2 separate regions of the Pan troglodytes genome follow, and region 1 is linked to region 2. Evidence: chromatin contacts called from public Hi-C data. All regions are on one chromosome and are shown on one strand. The core of a region is the stretch at or near the end of the contact, and the rest is flanking DNA. Distances in the headings are between cores, read along the strand shown.

Evidence for each region. A called contact is a pair of places that touch in the nucleus more often than the background predicts.
Region 1: a contact with region 2 is called in a Hi-C map of induced pluripotent stem cells, with 2.5 times the contacts expected there. The contact joins the enhancer-like site here to the promoter of SIPA1L3 in region 2. A contact is called at or near these places in 1 of 7 Hi-C or Micro-C datasets (induced pluripotent stem cells), 1 of 1 datasets of contacts at active chromatin or transcription factors (stem cell-derived excitatory neurons) and 1 of 1 other capture datasets (stem cell-derived neural stem cells).

Annotation. Positions count from the first base shown.
Region 1 is chr20:41,195,457-41,202,004 of NHGRI_mPanTro3-v2.0_pri, forward strand. All of the region lies in intron 2 of SIPA1L3 (signal induced proliferation associated 1 like 3), which reads left to right. Among named protein-coding and RNA genes, the nearest start is that of DPF1, 150 kb to the right of the region's middle. Within about 2 kb of position 2,610, at least 7 of the 24 cell types and tissues checked have an H3K27ac peak or open chromatin away from gene starts, as enhancers often do. A contact at or near this core is called in induced pluripotent stem cells, stem cell-derived excitatory neurons and stem cell-derived neural stem cells, where this site is marked.
Region 2 is chr20:41,035,635-41,042,596 of NHGRI_mPanTro3-v2.0_pri, forward strand. It overlaps SIPA1L3 (signal induced proliferation associated 1 like 3), which reads left to right and starts at 2,959. Exons shown (of 22, transcript XM_024351291.3): 1 at 2,959-3,526. It overlaps WDR87 (WD repeat domain 87), which reads right to left and starts at 2,868. Exons shown (of 6, transcript XM_054673401.2): 1 at 2,694-2,868.

The DNA of each region.
Region 1 (6,548 bases), core at 1,360-3,859, 160 kb after region 2:
CACATTTTGTGGATGGGGAGTGATCAAGAGTTCAGGTTGGGAATGTTCAGTTGCAGTGCATGTGAGATGTGTAAGTGGTGATGTCAAGTAATCAGGTGGGTAGGTGAGTTTGGAACTCAGAAGAGCAGTGGGAGCTGGAGATGTTTTCCGCATTGGTGACACACGTTTAAATGAGAATCGCAGAGGTCCAGGCGCTGCCTGTGATTGCAAGGAAGGCTGGTGCTTGAACTCAGGACTGCCTGACTTGAGGTAAGAAGGGGCTGGGGTTGAGTCCCCACTGTGTCAACTCATAGCCATGTGGCCTTGGGCACGTTACTTCCTCTGTCTGCTCCTCACTTTCCTCATCTGTAAAATGGAGGTAATAATGATACCCACCTCATGGGGTTTTTGAAAGGGTTAACACATGGCAATTGACAGGTGTGAAGTGCTCAGGAAAGGACCTGGGCCGTAGAAGGATTCTATTCATGGTAGTTGCTGTTGTAGATACTGGCTTTTGTGTATGTTTTCATTGTTGTTTTGTTTTATAACTAAAATGTCCAGTGGTGGGAAATGGAATAGGGCTGACTTTGTGTCCAACTTGATGCAGAGACTCAAATGATGACTACAGCCCCAGATTCTAACTCCCAGTCCCCTTCACAGATAGTTCTTCTCCCATGGTTACGAGACAGCTGCAGCGACTCCATCCCTCACATCTTCTCAGACTTCGGGTTAAAGGGAAAAGCGCAGCCTTCAGCTCCAGCACTCCTGGTAAAGACATCACGGTCTCACTGGTTCTGATCAGGCCACATGGGTTGCTCCAGAGCTGGGGAAGGAGCCCCACCTCTAGCCCATTGGGTGGCCATTGGAGAGGGGAGGCTCCCAAAGGGAAGTCTGGACTGTTGGAAAAAGGAGTCCTGGCGACAGGGAAAGTAAACCACAACTGTCCACATTGGAGGGCTCTTGTGTTTCCCTATGCTGTGTCCTGTGAGCTTCTGGCAGACATCGCAGCCCTCACAGAGTTGGGCCTTTTGGAGCCAAGACACCAAGGCCGTGGTGCTTGCTTGCTTGTCGCAGGGGCAGTCTGGGAGCATTTACACCCACAGATACATCATTGGTTGCCTGCTCTTCTAACAGACCCTGATAAGTCCCCACTGGCCCAGAGGCAATCAGGATGGCTACAGATTCTGGCTCTCCCAGCTTCCCTTGCAACCGGAGTGGCCGTGTATCCACATTCTAGCCAGTGGAACATAAAAGAAAGGATTGCAGCAAGGGGAATATTCTGGGAAAGATTCTCCTTCCTGATTAGGGTCAGACCGGTGCCCTCACCATCCCTATCTTTCCCCTTTGCCCATGATTCAGTGGGAAGTGTGGCTGTGGCCACCAGCTTGTGACCGTGACGCAGCAAGCCAGAAGACTTGCAGCACAGGAGGGAGGCAGAGGGAATGGGGGGACATGCTTCACATCACTCTCCAGCTTTCCCACCAGGCCTGGAGCCACCATATCTGGCCTCCTGGTGACATGAGATGACTAAATGTCTTCACTGTGCAAAGCACCGTTGGATAGTCTTCCATTACTCGCAGCCAAACGCATCCCAACTGACTGTCTGCCACTGCCACTCACTCCTCATTTTGCTGCTGTCTCCCAGGCTGCCCTAGTTTTCCCCATATACAGTTCCCCAGCTGCCCTCCTTCACACAGCACCGTGTGTCACTCGGGGTCCTCTGATGCCAGCGGCAGAAGCCACGCTTGGCAGTCTGTGGCCGAATCACAATTCAGAGGATGTACAGAATGAACACGAGGCCAGAGGGGCAATCTTAGAAAACAGGGAGGAGCCAAGGAAGCCCTGGAGGGAAGAAACCAGGGGTCCCCAGCAAAAGTCACTGCACAGGAGAAGCCAGGTCCACTGTCCCTGCCCCAGCAAGGACACTTTCCAGCCTCACATGCTCTTAGAAACCTCGCACGGAGTCCTAGGAGAGGACCCTGGGCCGACCAAGCCCACGTCCTGCGCCCACTCCAACTGTGCTTCTGTGGGGGGAAAGGGGAAGCACTTCTGCCAAAGATATACAACAGAACTGTAGTAAGAGCAGGTGGTATTATACCCATTTTACAGATTGAAACCGAGTCACTATTTCCATAACCCGTCCATGACACACGAGGATTGAGCCCAGGAGGCAGTCTGGTTCCTGCCTATGCTGTGCTTCTCTCATCACGGGGGTTCCCCATCGGGAAGGTCCAAGTGCTTTTAGGGAAGAGGAGCTCGGTAGAAGACAGCTGGAAAGAGACCAGTGTGCACCCTCTGAGTCCCAGAGGCTGCGGGTGCCACTCAGCCTCTGAATGTTACAGGAAGACTCGACTGCAGCTGCTAGGAGAAGGGATTTGTGCAGAGAGACCAAGGCCTGCAAGAACATCTGTGTGTGTGCACAGAAGGGAGCAGAATGGATTGAGGGTTTCTGACTGAGCTGGAAACAAATGCCATCAGCAAAGCCCATCTGTCGGGAGGTGCTTGCATAAGCAAGTCAGGGTCGCATCTGGGCCACTGGTTTTCCCAACCCAGCCTTAAGTGTGGCCTCAAAGGACTAATCCCCCCTCCGCACTCTGCACTCTGAAGGCAGAGCCACAACACAGGCTGGGCTGCTGAGGACAGGCAGCGCCCTCAGGCGGGCCATCATCCCAGCTTGACCTGGGATCTGGTGCCCAGCACAGCGGACTGTGGGGCAGGGTTCAGGCTCTCAAGCAAACAGTCTTGCCATTCTGTAACTGACAGTTTAGAGTGGAGACAATAAACACCATAGATAAAATAATTGCACTTTTCTCTGGCAAACCAGCAACCCCTGCTGAAGTGTGACCCACACATACTTATTTTGTTTACCCTCATTGTGTGTGTGTGTATGTGGTGTTTTGTTGTTGTTGTTGTTTGATTTTTGAGATAGAGTCTTGCTCTATCTGTTGGGCTGGAGTGCAGTGGCACAATCACAGCCCACTGCAGCCTTGGCCTCCCAAATAGCTGGAACTACAGGCATACGCCACCACGCCTGGCTAAGTTTTAAAATTTTTTGTAGAGATGAGGTTTCACTGTAATGCCCAGGCTGGTGTCAAACTCCTGGGCTCAAACAGTCCTCCCGCCTCAGCCTCCCAAAGTGCGGGTATTACAGGCATGAGCCACTGTGCCTGGCTTCATTGAGGTTTTTATTGTTAATGTTCTTAGGAAGTGCATTTTACCCTTGAACAACATGGGTTGGAACTGCATGGATCTATGTTATGTATACATGAATTTTTTTCAATAAATGTATTGGAAAATTTTTTAGAAATTTGCAGCTATTTACTGGGCGCGGTGGCTCACGCCTATAATCCTAGCACTTTGGGAGGCCGAGGCGGGCAGATCACTTGAGGTTGGGAGTTCAAGACCAGCCTGCCCAACATGGAGAAACCCTGTCTCTACAAAAGATACAAAATTAGCTGGGCGTGGTGGCACATGCCTGTAATCCTAGCTACTCAGGAGGCTGAGGCAGGAGAATCGCTTGAACCCGGGAGGCGGAGGTTGCAGTGAGCTGAGATGGCGCCACTGCACTCCAGCCTGGGTGACAGAGTGATGCTCCGTCTCAGAAAAAAAAAGAGATTTGCAACTATTTGAAAAGAACTTGCAGGGGTGGGTGCGGTGGTTCACGCCTGTAATCCCAGCACTTTGGGAGGCCGAGGCTGGCGGATCCCTCGAGGCCAGGAGTTTGAGCCAGCCTTGCCAACATGGTGAAACCCTGTCTCTACTAAAAATACAAAAATTGGCCAGGCATGGTGGTGTGCACCTGTAATCCCAGCTACTCAGGAGGCTGAGGCAGGAGAATCACTTGATCCTGGGAAGCAGAGATTGCAGTGAGCCAAGATTGTGCCACTGTACTCCAGCCTGGGTGACAGAGCAACACTCTGTCTCAAAGAAAAAAAAAAAACAGAAAAGAAAAGATCTTGCAGATGAACCACATAGCCTAAAAATATTTTTTAAAAAATAAAATGTTAAGGCCGGGCACAGTGGCTCACGCCTGTAACCCCAGCACTTTGGGAAGCTGAGGCAGGCGGATCACAAGGTCAGGAGATCAAGACCATCCTAACATGGTGAAACCCCGTCTCTACTGAAAATACAAAAAATATTAGCTGGCCGTGGTGGCGGGCGCGTGTAGTCTCAGCCACTCCAGAGGCTGAGGCAGGAGAATGGCGTAACCCGGGAGGCGGAGCTTGCAGTGAGCTGAGATCGCACCACTGCACTCCAGCCTAGGCAACAGAGCAAGGCTCTGTCTCAAAAATAATAATAATAATAAACAAGTAAATACATAAATAAATAAAAATAAAATGTTAGGTATGTCATGAATACATAAAATATATGTGCATTAGTCTATTTTTCTATTTTATCATTTGCTACCATAAAATATACGCAAATGCATTCTAAAAAGTTAAAATTTATCAAAACTTACACACACACAAACACACTGCCAAGCCAAGAGAAATGTAAACAAACATAAACATGCAGAATTAAATCATAACTGCATGAAATTAACTGCAGTACACACTGCACTACCGTCATAGTTTCGCGACCACCTCCTGTTGCTACTGCGGTGAGCTCAAGTGTTGTGAGTATCCGTTTGAAACACCGTGTGACACTCATCATCTCCGCATGAGCAGTTTGTCTCTCCAGCAAATTGCACATCGCAGTAAAAAATGATCCCTAGAGGTTCTCACCTAGTTTTCATCGTGTTTAGTGCAATACTGTAAGCCCTGAATAACCTCAGGGGACCCGTACAAAGTGCCACTAGTGATGCTGGAAGTTGTCCCAAGAAGCAGAGAAAAGTCATAACATTACAAGAAAATATGCAATTGCTTGATATGTGCCATCGATGGAGGTCTGCAGCTGCAGTTGCCCGCCATTTCCAGATAAATGAATCCAGTGTGAGGACCATCATAAAAAATGAAAAGGAAATTCATGAAGTTGTCACTGCATGTATGCTAGCAGGCACAAAAACCTTGCACTGCTTACAAGATATATTTTTATCTCGTGTTGCAAATGCAGCTTCTATGTGGGTACAGGATTGCTATAAGGCATACCTATAGATTGTAATTTGCTTCGAGAAAAAGTGAAGTCATTACATGGCAACCTAAAGCAAAAGGAAGAAGGAGGATCTCAAGCTGGGGAATTTAATGCCAGCAAAGGATGGTTTGATAATTTTAGAAAGAGTATGGCTTAAAAAATGTCAAGATGGCAGGAGAAGCAGCTTCTGCCAACCAGAGGCAGCAGATGAGTTCCCAGATGCCAGTGAGAAAGTCATTGAGGAGGCTGGGCACGGTGCCTCACACCTGTAATCCCAGTACATTGGGAGGCTGAGGTGGGAAGATCACTTGAGCCCAGGAGTTTGAGACCAGCCTGGGCAACATACTAAGACCCCACCTCTACCAAAAATTTAAAAATTAGCTGGGCATGGTGACGTGCATCTGTAGTCCTAGCTACTCAGAAGGCTGAGGCAGGAAGATCACTTGAGCCCTGGAGTTTGAGGCTATAGTGAGCTATGATTGTACCACTGCACTCCAGCCTTGACAACAGAGAAAGACCCTGTCTCTAAAAAAAATAATAATAAAAATGAATAAGAAAAAGAAGTAAGCCTGTTCATAAGTGCTAAGGAGAAAAATGGAGCAGAGGAAGGGCCTGGGAGTGGTGGGGATAGACACACAGAGGCAAGCACTATTAGTTTTTTGAAAATTCTTCCGATCATCTCTGCATGATAGTTTGTTGTTGTTTCTGTTGTTTTTTCTTTTTTCTTTTTCTTTTTCTTTTTTTTTTTTTCTTTTTTTTTTGAGATGGAATCTCACTCTGTCGCCTAGGCTGGAGTGCAGTGGAGCAATCTCGGCTCACTGCATCCTCCACCTCCTGGGTTCAAGCAATCCTCCTGCCTCAGCCTCCCACGTAGCTGGGACTACAGGTGTGCACCACCACACCCAGCTAACGTTTCTATTTTTAGTAGAGACGGGGTTTCACCATGTTAGCCAGGCTGGTCTCGAACTCCTGACCTCAGGCAATCCACTTACCTCGGCCTCCCAAAGTGCTGGGGTTATAGGCATGAGCCACCGCGCCTGGCCAATATTTTTGCTTTTCCAGTTGGGAAATGTTACATGCAACTCTAGATTTCTGATTTCTGTTGGAAAATCAGATGATCTGACATCCATACTCCCGCAAGCCTTGATTGTCAGAAGATGCCCTGCCATCCAGGTCAGTGCAGGCTCCTCTTGGCCTTTCTCCTGTCTCCCTTAGGCAACTCGACCCTGAGGGCTTTCCAGCTTCCTCTCTCTTCTTTAGCCCATCCCTGTGCTGCCTCCCGGCAACATCTTCAGGATCGTTTGTGTTCTCGTGGGGCACCAGGAAGAGGGGCTCCCCCTTGCTCCCCACTCTCCACCTGCCCTCTTCTGGTGCTCACTTTTTCAGAGGCTTCAGGCTCCCCTTGCTATTTGCTCCTTGAATCTGCTTTGAGCTTCCCTTGTGATCTCTGCCAGTGCGCTCCATAATTGGGCATAAATTAGGAAAAGCCCCCCTACACA
Region 2 (6,962 bases), core at 1,709-4,208:
GGGATTACAGGCATGAGCCACTGCGCCTGGCCATTAAACAACTTTTAAAAACGGACATGGTAAAATATGGAAAATGTACTAAGGAGCAGGTAAGGGAAAAAAAGTCACCTTTTCACACCTGACCAGCTGTCCTTCTGTTTCCCCTTCCCAGAAGTAACTCTGGTTGTGTCTTTCTTTTGTGTGTGTGTGTGCTTTTTTTTTTTTTTTTTTTTTTTTTTGAGATGGAGTCTCTGTCTGTCGCCCAGGCTGGAGTGCAGTGGCGCGATCTTGGCTCACTGCAACTTCTGCCTCCTGAGTTCAAGTGATTCTTGAGCCTCAGCCTCCCTAGTAGCTGGGATTACAGGCGTGCGCCACCACACCCAGTGAATTTTTTGTATTTTTAGCAGAGATGTGGTTTCGCCATTTTGGCCAGGCTGGTCTCAAACTCCTGACCTCAAGTGATCCGCCCACCTCCCAAAGTGCTGGGATTACAGGCGTGAGCCACTGCGCCTGGCCCTTCTTGTGTGTTTCTAAAGGTGTTCTGTACATACACAAGCATATACATATAAATATTTTTCTTTTTTTATTTTTTTGAGACGGAGTCTTGCTCTGTTGCCCAGGCTGGAATGCAGTGGCGCCATCTTAGCTCACTGCACGCTCCGCCTCCCAGGTTCACGCCATTCTCCTGCCTCAGCCTCCCGAGTAGCTGGGACTACAGGTGCCTGCCACCATGCCCAGCTAATTTTTTCTATTTTTTAGTAGAGATGGGGTTTCACCATGTTAGCCAAAATGGTCTCCTGATCTCATGATCCACCCGCCTTTCCCTCCCAAAGTGCTGGGATTACAGGCGTGAGCCACTGTGCCCGGCCAAAAATATTTTTCTTATGCAAGTGATAGTATACTATATACACTGTTATTCACTTTTCTCTTAATACACCTTTAAGATTAATTCATATTAATACATGTAACTCATTTCCCAACAGTTACTAGCTGCAGGGTATTCCACCGTGTGGCTGAACTATCATTTATTTATCCAAATTTCTATTAATGGACATTCGGTAGTTTCCAACCTTTTGCTACTGCAGCTAATGCCGCAAATGAGTATCTTTGTTAGTGCCTCATAACATTTTAATTTTATTTGATTTTAATTAACTTAAATTGTAGAACTGAGGCCAGGCATGGTGGCTCACGCCTGTAATCCCAGCACTTTGGGAGGCCGAGGCTGGCAGATCACGTCAGGAGATCGAGACCATCCTGGCTAACATGGTGAAACCCAGTCTGTACTAAAAATACAAAAATTAGCTGGGTGTGATGGCGCCTGCCTGTAATCCCAGCTACTTGGGAGGCTGAGGTAGGAGAATCACTTGAACCAGGGAGTCAGAGGTTGCAGGGAGCCGAGGTGGCGCCACTGCACTCCAGCCTGGCGACAGAGTGGGACTCCATCTCCAAAAAAAAAAAAAAATGTAGAACTGAAGCAATGAAAACATTTTTCCATTAACCTAACTTGGAATAATATTTTGGATATATTTGGGTTAAATAAAATATTAAAATTAATTTCATAGCTGGGTGAGATGGCTCACGCCTATAATCCCAGCACTTTGCGAGGCTGAGGTAGGAACATGTCTTGAGGCCAGGAGTTCAATACCAGCCTGGGCAACATAGCAAGAAAAAAAAAGTAAGTAAATAATAATGATAAATAAAATGAATTTTACCTGTTTATGTCAAAATTAAAATTGCATATGTGGCTTGCATTACACATAAAAACACACACATATATAATTTTTTTTTTTTTTAAAGAGACAGGGTTCTGCTTTGTCGCCCAAGCTGGAGGGCAGTGATGCTATCATGGTTCACTGCAGTCTCAAACTCCTGGGCTTAAGCGATACTCAGCCTCTTGAATAGCTGGGACTATGGCCACATGCCACCACGCCTAGCTAGTTTTTTAGTTTTAGTAGAGATAGGGTCTTGCTATGTTACCCGGCCAGTCTCCAACTCCTGGCCTTAAGTGATCCTCCTGCCTCGGTGGCTCAAAGTGCAGGGTGTATTTCTCTTAGCTAGTATTGCTCTACATTGTTGTAGTCTGGTGGTGGCCTGATATCCCTACTGGACTGAAAACTCCCTGAAGGTAGGACTCCAGTCTGTCTGGATTTCTCTTGTGTCTCCATAATCACCCAACCTGACATGGAATAGGTGGTTAATCCATTTTTGTTGAATGAGTGGAAAAATGTGGTCTCCCAGGAAGAAACATATGCTTCCCAGCTTCAAGTGCTAGTGAACATCTTCCTAGAAGGCAGGCTGAGGCGGAAAGGGTATTGACTCCGGCTTCTCCACCAGAGGACCTTGCAATTCCAGTCAATTCCCTCGGTAACTCTTATGGAGGAGTGGCAATATACATTAAAAAAGGAGTGTGTGTTGCGGGGTATTCCGCTGCTTGGTTATGTCACCAGGTGGATTAAATTTGGACAAAATTTCCCAAGGTGTAGGTACTCTACAAACACTAGTTACCCTCAGGAATGTGCGATCAACAAAAGAATGCAAGATAACAAGGCCCCTAGGCAGCCCCCGGGTCTTGTGGCTCCCGTCGAAGGCAGAGCTCTGGAGCCGCCTACGCCGGGGAGAGGCGACTACACCTGGGGCCCCTCACCCTCGGGCCTCCTGCACGTGGCAGGGAAGGCAGGGCGTCTCTATCTCAAAGCATCGGCTGCGCCTGTTACCTGCGACAGGATTCCCGACAAGGGACGGGTACGGCGTGTGCACTCAGGAGCTCCTAGAGCTAGGGGCAGCAACTAAGAAGCTACCTGGCGGATGCTGCGAGAGGACTCCGCCCACAGAACGGTTGGCCCCCAACCCCGCAGCCGGCGGACTTCCCGAGGCCAGGGGTCTGAACGCGCGTGCGCATGGGCGCGCGCTCTCGAAAGAAAAAAAAAAATCCTCTCCGCGGGGGCCCGCGGCAATTTAGGCCGGGGTCTGCCGACGACCGCGCGTGCGCGGGCGTGCATCTACGCCCTCTTCCACCGCCCCCTCCGCTGGGGGTCTAGCGCACTGCTCCGCTTCCCCCGTTTCCCCCGGGCTAGCGTCCTAGGGGTGAGTGACTCGAGCCTGGCAGAGAGTGAGGGAGAGGTTCCGCCGAATGAAGGGAGGAGGTAGACGGGGCCAGAAGAAAGGAGAAACCGCCCCGGCGGGGCGAAGAGCGCGGCTCTCGAGCTGTAGTCTGCAGGAGACACACCTCCCTCCCTCACGCCCCTCGGGGCTGCGGAAGTGCTCTAGAGACTGGAGCTGCACGAAGGCGACCAGCGGACTACCGTTCCTAGGAGGCAGCGCGGCGGTGCGCCTACGGCTCCCGGCAGCCCCCGCGCGCTATTCTCTTTTGAGTTCGCGGCCGGCTAGGGCGAAACTACAGTTCCCAGGAGGACTCGCGCGAAGCGGCTTGGAAGTGGGCAGCCTGGAAGTCACTCGGGCCACCGGAGCTGGCGGCGTCTCCAGCGAGCGGCGCGGAGCTGGACGCCGCGATCGTGGGGCCCGCGAGGCGGGCAGCCGGGGCGTCCAGGTACGTGGCTCCGGGTGCAGGATCGGCCTCGCGCAAGGGTGGCGGGGAATCGGTGGCTGCCCGGACCCCGAGGGTCAGCGCGGGCGGACGGCCGGGTGTGGGTACTGGCCGTGGGGGGCGGCGGCGCCGGGACTCGCGCCCTCCGGACCCAGCCGGACTCGTGCCCGCATGGCTCAACTTTCCAGGCGTGCACCCCGGCGCTGTGGTGAAGAGCTTGGAGGCGGGGAGCGGTGGATTCGCGTCCCGGCTGTGCCACTCGGGAGCCGCGATCTGGGGAAACCGCGCCGAACCTCAATTTCCCCTGCAGTAAAACGGAGTAGGAGAGCATCTTGGCGGAGACTCTGTTGAGATAATATAATAAAACATTTGGCACATAGGAGGCACTTACTACGTATTTGGGTTATTGTTAGCTCTCCGAAAAATGAGGTGAAGATGTTATCGATTGCATAGGGTGAGGATTAGTTGAGCGTGTGCATGTAAAGAGGTGAGTCCTTAGTTAGCACCCAATGCAGGCTAGCTGCTGTTAACCGAGATTATTTTGTTAAGAGCGTTGGTTTGGAAGGCAGAGAGACCCCAGGTTCAAATTTGAACATTTACCAGTTGTGTGACTTTGGGCAACTGGCTTCACCTCTCTGTGCCTTGGTTTCCCTATCTATAAAATGGGGATTTAAATAGCAACCACTTCGTCGAGTTGTTTTCAGGATGCAGTGAGAATACCATGTGTAAAGTGCTTAGCTCAGCAGCTGGCATATAACGCTCAGTAAATGGTACCATTTATTCAGCGTTTTCCTAGTGGCCCAGAGACCCTCTGAGGGTGGGGCTCTGGCCGTAGTATTGGTCACCCCCGAGGGCCAGATTCAGAACTGGTCCAGTTGACTTCCCTTCCTACTACCTCCGGTTCCTCATTTACAAAATGGGATAATAACAAGATCACTCTCAAAGGGTTGTAAGGATTTGCTGAGATTGTATTTCTAGTCCAGCGCCATCTCTCACTAAGTAGCAGCTCTTATGTATTATAATTGTTCTTCAATATTCTCCATCTGGCCCAGAGACTGCCTGACTGTGGGCTGTGACATGACAGCCCTGAGCTCCCCCACACATTTGCTCCCATCCTCAGTGTCCCATCTGTGGAATGGTAGTCATAGGACTTTTGTGCCAGGATTGTTTGGATGGTTCCAGGAGATAATTCATGTTTAGTGCTTTGCACAAGGCCCGGCACACAGTAAGTGCTTATTAAATGATAAAATGTATCTTGCTGTTTTTTTTTTTAATAGCCCCTTTTTGCTTCTGTTTGTACCTACATGGCAGAGTGGGCACAAAGTTAGTGTTTTTTTATCTTCCCCCTCCCTCCCAAATTTTACTTACCAAAGATTAAATTATGGAACACACTATAGTAGAAAGGCCTAAGAAGAAATGGGTCTGACCTGCCATCAGCAGTCCCCTGCTCACACACCCCTCCCCATAGAGCCAGTATGTTCACTCCAGTGCTTTAATTGTTGTCCCGGTGCTGCCAGCTTTTGCCTTTGTGTCCCAAAGCCACTGAGTCCCCTGCACTCCAGCTCCAGATGTGGAGCCTGTGCTGCTTTGATGCTGTAGCTCAAAGAAGTGGCTGTTTCTTGGGCACCATAAACTCAGCATGTCCAACCTGAACTCCTTCTCCTCCTGGAACCAGTAGTCACCATCTTGGCAAATGTGCCAGCATTGACCTGGTTGCCTAAGCCAGAAACCTGGGAGTTGCTCTTCTTCCCCAGCCTTCCCATATCCAGTCAACTAGCAAGAAGGACGAAGCTGCCATTTCATAGAAACACCATTTCATTGGCCCATATTGGTCTCCCATCTGATGGGCACTGAAAGTTCCCCTCAGCTTGAGACGGAGTCTTGCTCCATAGCCCAGGCTGGAGTGCAGTGGCACAATCTCAGCTCACTGAAGCCTCCGTCTCCCGGGTTCAAGCAATTCTCCTGCCTCAGCCTCCTGAGTAGCTGGGATTACAGGTGCCCGCCACCACATGCGGTTAGTTTTTTTTTTTTTAGTAGAGATGGGGTTTTCACCATGTTGGCCAGGCTGGTCTCGAACTCCTGACCTCAGGTGATCTACCCATTTTGGCCTCCCAAAGTGCTGGGATTGTAGGGCATGAACCACCGCGCCTGGCTGTGACAAGGTTAAGTCAAGTCATTAGGGATTAACATACGTAAACCTATGTAACATATGTATTAATAAGGGCAAGAAGATGTTATAGACTTGGCTAGACAGCAGTGGCTGTGGATGTGGCATGAAAGCCTGGCTTTCAGGGGACCCAGTTCTGTGATTTTAGCCTGGTGAAGATCGGCTGAGTTGTTAATTTCTTTCAGAAAAGTTAGATGGTGTCAGCGGCTTAGAATATCCCGTGTGGGAGGGTGGCCATCCTGGGCATTTCAGGAGGCAGCACACATACCACACACCCAAGAAGAGGCTGGGAAGGGCATTTATTAGCGCTCCCCTTAGGTTGAGTTTATTGTCAGAAACCTGTCATTGTGATTTCATTTGATGATAGAAACCAGTGGCCTCAATCACATTTGTGATGGCCAGCAAATTTACCTAAGCATTTTGCTAACCTGAAGAAGTAAAGCAGTGGCTTAAAAAAAAATCTTGGTTGTTCTCCATGACTAGTGACAGCAGCACGTGGCTTTTTAGCAGTCAGTGTAGAATGAATGATCTAAGAGTTAAATGTGAGTCTGTGTTTCAGACATTGCAGTTGTTAGGTGGTAAATCAAAAGTGGAATTTAGAATGTGCAGTGATTGGTGCCTCATTTTTTTGCTGTAAAATATATTTTACTGATATATTTCAAACATAGTCTTAGTAACTTGTAAAATGTAAATTAAATGTATTTACATTTTAATAAAAGAATTCAATAATCATTTCCTTCAAAATAAAGTGTTTGTTTTTAGCTATTAGAATGAGAGGCTATTTGGCAGGGTGCAGTGGCTCATGCCTATAATCCCAGCACTTTGGAGGCTGAGGTGGGTGGATCACTTGAGCCCAGGAGTTTGAGAGCAGCCTGGGCAACATGGCGAAACCCCATCTCTACAAAAAATTAGTCAGGTGTGGTGGCACACATCTCTAGTCCCAGCTACCCGGGATGTTGAGGCTGTAGTGAGCTGTGATTGCAGCATTGCACTCCAGCCTGTGTGACAGAGTGAGACCCTGTCTCAGAAAAAAAAAAAAAAAAAAGAATGAGAGGCTGTTGTACCAGTTTGTGCATTTGTGTATTCTTCAAGACTGATATTGCTTCCTTTTTGTTGTTTTTAGACAGAGTCTTGCTCTGTGGCCCAGGCTGGAGTGCAGTGGCACGATCTCAGCTCACTGCAACTTCCACCTTCTAGGTTCAAGCGATTCTCCTGCCTCAGCCTCCTGAGTATCTGGGATTACAGGCACGTGCCACCATGCCCGGCTAATTT